Linked DNA regions of Mus musculus: region 1 is linked to region 2. The links are chromatin contacts, called in public HiCAR-type maps. All regions are on one chromosome and are shown on one strand. The core of a region is the stretch at or near the end of the contact, and the rest is flanking DNA. Distances in the headings are between cores, read along the strand shown.

Evidence for each region. HiCAR-type assays count read pairs that join an accessible place to other places.
Region 1: a HiCAR-type map of fibro-adipogenic progenitors shows a contact between it and region 2, with 2.7 times the contacts expected there. The contact joins two enhancer-like sites. A contact is called at or near these places in 8 of 484 Hi-C or Micro-C datasets (adipose-derived mesenchymal stem cells, embryonic fibroblasts, muscle stem cells and 3 more), 4 of 115 datasets of contacts at active chromatin or transcription factors (astrocytes, extraembryonic endoderm stem cells, fibro-adipogenic progenitors and 1 more) and 1 of 9 other capture datasets (adipose tissue).

The regions. Positions count from the first base shown.
Region 1 is chr8:61,754,063-61,756,762 of GRCm38.p6, reverse strand. All of the region lies in intron 2 of Palld (palladin, cytoskeletal associated protein), which reads left to right. Among named protein-coding and RNA genes, the nearest start is that of Gm51576, 70 kb to the right of the region's middle. Within about 2 kb of position 1,367, at least 36 of the 459 cell types and tissues checked have an H3K27ac peak or open chromatin away from gene starts, as enhancers often do. A contact at or near this core is called in fibro-adipogenic progenitors and muscle stem cells, where this site is marked.
Region 2 is chr8:61,595,749-61,598,473 of GRCm38.p6, reverse strand. The region is part of intron 10 of Palld (palladin, cytoskeletal associated protein); the gene reads left to right. Among named protein-coding and RNA genes, the nearest start is that of Gm35254, 23 kb to the left of the region's middle. Within about 2 kb of position 1,358, at least 13 of the 459 cell types and tissues checked have an H3K27ac peak or open chromatin away from gene starts, as enhancers often do. A contact at or near this core is called in fibro-adipogenic progenitors and muscle stem cells, where this site is marked.

The DNA.
Region 1 (2,700 bases), core at 118-2,617, 160 kb before region 2:
TGTAAGCTTGACCTTCCCCTTATTTCTGGAAATTGTTAAACTTTTTCATGCTCAAAAGGACAGGGGAACGTGAATCTGCTGGCTGCACTCGTTGGCTCATTGTTAAAGAAGCAGTCCCACTCTTCCCAATATATGGAAGAAGGATCTCCAATACTAAGTCTGGAGGAGAATCAGTTACACAAGAAGCAAAGGCAGGTTGAACAGAAGGTCACAGAATGTCTTTGTGGAGGTACATGTTACTTGATAAGTGGAAGAAATGATTTGGGTCAGCCTCCTGAGGATTCAGTATACCCTGTGATTAATAGTGGAGCCAAACGAAACATGTAATCTTTCCTAATTCACAAATAATGGTGAATGAGCTCAGAGACCAGTGACCTCTTCTCATTAGTGGTCCTTGGAAACACATAACCTTGGACCCATGTTTCATTTGTGAGATCAATCTACCACCCCCTTCTAAGCAAGCTATCGCAGATTGGTGCTGTCAACCAGCTATCACCACCGAGCAAGTTCCCAAATCTCTCTCCAGTATGAATGCCTGGTATTACTTCATTCTGCTGGTTACATCCATTCTGTTTTAATCCAAAGTATGTGCTCGAACCTGGTAGTCCACTCAGTGCTAATCAGAAGACAGCGCTCATGTTCCGGCTTGATGTTATGAATCTGGTTGAAGAAGCTAAGCTACCTAGAAAGCTCACTTGGGAACTCAACCCATCGGCTGGCCATCATGAGCTTGGCATCTGAGAGCCATCACTACAAGATAATGGAAGGCTGCTTGAGATGTCTCTAACAACTTGGTGCTCTGCAGTCTGGCTAAGCCAATCTGGAGTCCTACAGTTGGGGCCTATGTGCAGTAAGCAGCTTAAAAGAAAGCACATGGAGATCGGATTAGCATGATGGCTTATGGGAAAAACATTGAGGAGACATACTGGATGATGAGAATTAAGTGACACTGGAACTGAAGATGCTGATTCTGTTTGCCACCAAGTAACCTTGGACAGATTACATTAAAATTTTAACATAGGGGGCAGGTTTGAACTATGTTTTATCCTGTTCTTAGATGTAGTGTCCTTAGGCTGACACTAGACAGCAAACAGAGAAGGTGGCGTTATCTCTACTGTACAGTTGTGGAAACTGGAGTAAGGTACGGGGGTTATTGATGTTTTCAAGGTCACACAGCAAGTCACTGTTGGTATTTGGTCTCAAACTCAGACCTCTGTAAACGTCAAGTCCCATATTCTTTCCACTGTAGCAGGCAGCCCCCCACAACTCTTGACCTCTACAGACCTCACTCTCCTCATTTGCAGAAATGAGACATTTGGCTCAGAATACCAGTAGACCAGTCCAAGTTAAAATTCTGTGTCTGATGAATCACTGGCTGGAAAGGACTTTAAGAAATCACTTAGTCATATTCCTCACTTCCAGCAGGCCTCTGTCGACTATTTTGAAAGGAAAATAAAGCCCTTTTTCTTACAACCAAGTGCAGAAAGAAGCCTGGCCCAGGAGAGTGTCTAAACACAGAACACAGTGAGGAATGAGAAAAAGTGACATGCCAGTGCTCAGTGGGAACTCTGAACTCTCTGAAGTTTGGGTCTTGCCTTAGTAGAGGTGAGCATTGAGGGGCTAAGGGTGCGGCTCTGTTGTAATAAAAGTTAGGTGGGTCTTCCTCCCAGCCCCATGCTCCCAGAAATAAGACTCTGACTTAAAATATATTTACAAATATCTTGGCCATACAGCTAGGCTCTTCTCTGACTAGGTCATGATTTAAAATAACCCATTTATTCTAATCTACATTCTGCCACATAGCGGGTTACCTGTGCTCAAGCACCATGTGTCTGAACTCTGTCGCATCTTCCTGGGTGAATCTGACACACTTGGCACTATCCCAGAACCCTTTCTGCCTCTCAGGTGTTCCACCTCCTATTTCCTGCCTACGCCATAGGCATGCAGCTTTACTGTTGACGGTGCCACATGCATACAGGCATAAGATATTCTCTCTACAAGTTGGTAGAGTGCTTCCCGAACGTTCTCAAAGCCCTGGATTCAATAGCTGGCTCTGCATAAACCAGGCATGGTGTATATACCTATAATCTTAGCACTTAGGAAGTGGAGGAAGAAAGATCAGAAATTCAAGGGCATCCTTGGTTATATAAAGAATTCAAGGCAAGTCTTGGCTATATAAGACCCCATCTTAATAATAATGATAATAATAACTAACACTTTGTCAAGATCTAAAGTAAAAGAATCACTAACACACCTTATGGGTAGGAAAGAATTACAAGACAGGGAGAATTAGGAGCTTTAGAATTACTAACGGCTCCTGGAGGATATGGTGATTGAAAAAGGAATGGGAACATTTCTGTTCAAAGAGATAGAGCCCTCTTTATCTGATGGGAGGGGCAAGCAGGACACTATGCTCCACTTGTTCTTGGTTGGTTTGTACTGATGGATGTGGTGCAGAGAGAATGAGAAGGGACTTCACTTTAATACGCTGCCTCTGAGCACCTTAAAATGTCTTCCTTGTGTCCCAGCATGGCTCTCAGTAGCCAGAACCACCAGTTAGAGTCCACCCACCATGTTAGAAAATGACCAGCAACCAGACTTAATCATATCTTGCTCATCAATCTTAGCTATAATCTTCAAAACATTAATCATTTGTCCATGACCTTCCTGTTCCATTTCCAAGAAATTGATGTTATAAGC
Region 2 (2,725 bases), core at 109-2,608:
AAATAAGTCCATTCTTTTAATTGTGGATATGCCAAATATTTTTCCTTTGGGATTAGGGTCTATATTCAGAAAAATTTCCATTCTAAAATATATCCATTAAATTTTTCATATTAAAAGAAAACTTATTAAAATAATTGACACTCTCTTACAAAGTTTAGGTTTGTATATTTTATTTTGGAAAAACACAGTCTATATAATAGCCTCAATAGTTCTCTTAGAAGATGAAAACTTCTGCTGCCCCAAACTGTTTACAGCAATGTGTCACCCTAAACAGAAAAATCACATATTTCCAAAAATACAGTCATATTACTCTGACCCAAAAGATTAGTTTATTGTGGAAGAGAATGAACACCAAGTCTAGACTACAAAAGGGTTGGACAAGAGGCAAGGCATTTAGTTTATTGGCTGTTGCTCTAATAGAACACAGCAAAGTAGGTGACTTATATAGTAAAGAAAGTAGTTTTCTCAGTTATTGAGGTCAGGCCTGGTATCTGATGTGGTCCATCTTGTTAGATCACTCTGTGATAGAAAGTAGAAGGACAAAGAAATCCATGCATGTGTGTGTGCGTGTGTGGATGGGGATGTAGCAATTCGGCAGGAACCCATTCCTGGGATCATAGCATTAAATCCATTCATCCCATGCTCATGGACTAAGCTCCTCTGAGTACGCTCCACTCTCAACTGTGTTCAGGGAGAAATTAAGTTTCCAGTACATGCTTTCATGCTTTTTAAATTTCTTTTATTGTGGAGGAACAGGGAGGGTATACACTAAAACCACAGTAGGCCTAAAGGAAGACAGGTTTGTCCAAGTCAGAGAAACTAATGGATTCCTTCCTTCCCACGAACACAGGTCTTACGTGAGGCCTGTTGGAGTCCCTGGTTTTTTTTTTTTTCTTCCACTTCATTGTTGGCAGTGAGTTCTCCAGCATCCATACCAGCTCCTTTGTGGAGGTGTTTTACTCTCTGTTTCTGGGAGAAGCAATGGAATGATCTGGGTGTTCTCTATGTTCCCAAAGGAATGTTTCTATGATGTAAGATTCCATGCGACGGTATCGTCAGAGGTAATTGCAGCAAGAGAAACAACTAAGGAAGTTGTGTAGCACCTAGCCGGGAACCACCATGCACTGTTACCAGCAAGGCAGAAAGCGTGTTATTGGAAACTCTTTCTTCATATTTGTCTTTTTGTCAGCCACAGATAGAGTTTTAATTGTGTAGGGTCAAGCTAACAAGTCACCTACTTTAGCACTGACCCAGGAGAGTCACAAGAAAATACCAGTTCCTGCTTTCCCACTGTTCCTCTTCAGCCCTTTGGGTCTGTGGATGATCCCATCAGAGCCAGCATAGCACATTTAATTTGGCAGTGGTTTCTCAGTTGTGAGTCAGACCCATCACTGGCCCAAAAAGGACAAAATCAGGAGCAGGCTCAACTATTTCAGGTCACTTAGTTGGCTCGGCTCACAATCAAACTGTGTCATAATAAATTGTTGGTTTACTATCAGAGACAGTCGTGTCCTAGGACAGCTAATGAATTTTCCATACATATGGCTTTTCATTTTAATGATACAGTCCCTGGAATCCGACCTCTAGAGTTCAAGCTGTTCACCATGGAAGAATACTTCTAAAGCGATTGGTATTGTGCCCTTGGAAGGGAAACTTGAGATAACTTCTTTTTATTCTATCCCTCACTAAATCCTCAGCTCAGTTTTCTTTTTTGTTTTGTTTTTTGTTTTTTTTTTTTGTTTTTTTTTTTTTAAGGTCTTGAAGGGGATGGGGATGCAGGTCAGTGGGAAATCCTCCGCATCATTAGAACCTCTCACCCTCCTCCTCCGAAAGCTTACAGGTCAGGGAAGGCTGCTGTGACAGCCGCTTTCTGGACATGGATGGGGCTATTTGTAAATGGACCTGGAGTCGCTGAGGTTGCCTGCACAACCTGAACAAATCAACCCAGTCAGCACTGCAGTGGGGGCCGGGGGGAGGGAGGTGTCCATTGACAGTTGATGGCCTCTGTGGGACGGAGGGTTTGTTTTCTTCAGGGATGTGGCCCCAAGTAGGTTGCCTATGGTCCATTGGATGGCTCCACACACATATGACAGTGCTAATCGAACTCAGTGGGCTACAAAAAGAAGTTATAAAGTTGGGAGGGAGATAAGCTGGGAGCAACGTAGAAGGAGTTTGGTGGTGGTGGTGGTGGGTGATAGATGTGATCAAAATACATTACATGCATGTATAAAATTAATAATTAATGAAATTAAAAAGGAAGGAATCAGCCACTAATCAATTCAGTTGAAAACAACAAATCAGCCCTCCCCAAACTGCTAGATTAAAAGTAGAAACCTGCTTCTAGCATACACACCCTATCCTCGTAGGTCCCCGTGTTAGACATGCCCTGGCCAGCAGCTCCTGGCCTACCCTTGCCCTTTACAAGTGAGAAAATGAAGCTGTGTGAATTCAAGGCCACTGTAACAGCCTAGGATTAACCTTACGCCGTCCATCTTCAAATCGGCCCACTCAGGACAGGGCTCCCCTACCCTTTCTCCCTCTGTGGTCCCCTCCTGACTGTCACTTTAGTTCTCTTGTGGAGATTCAGGCTTTGTTTTGCCGTCAAGAACTCAGTCTTTTCTCTATATCTTGGCACAATCTTCCTTTATATTCCGGGTGGCAGATCTCCCGCTTGCCGAGTTCCCTCTGACCCAGTGCTCTGTGTCTGCTGGGATAGTCACACTCA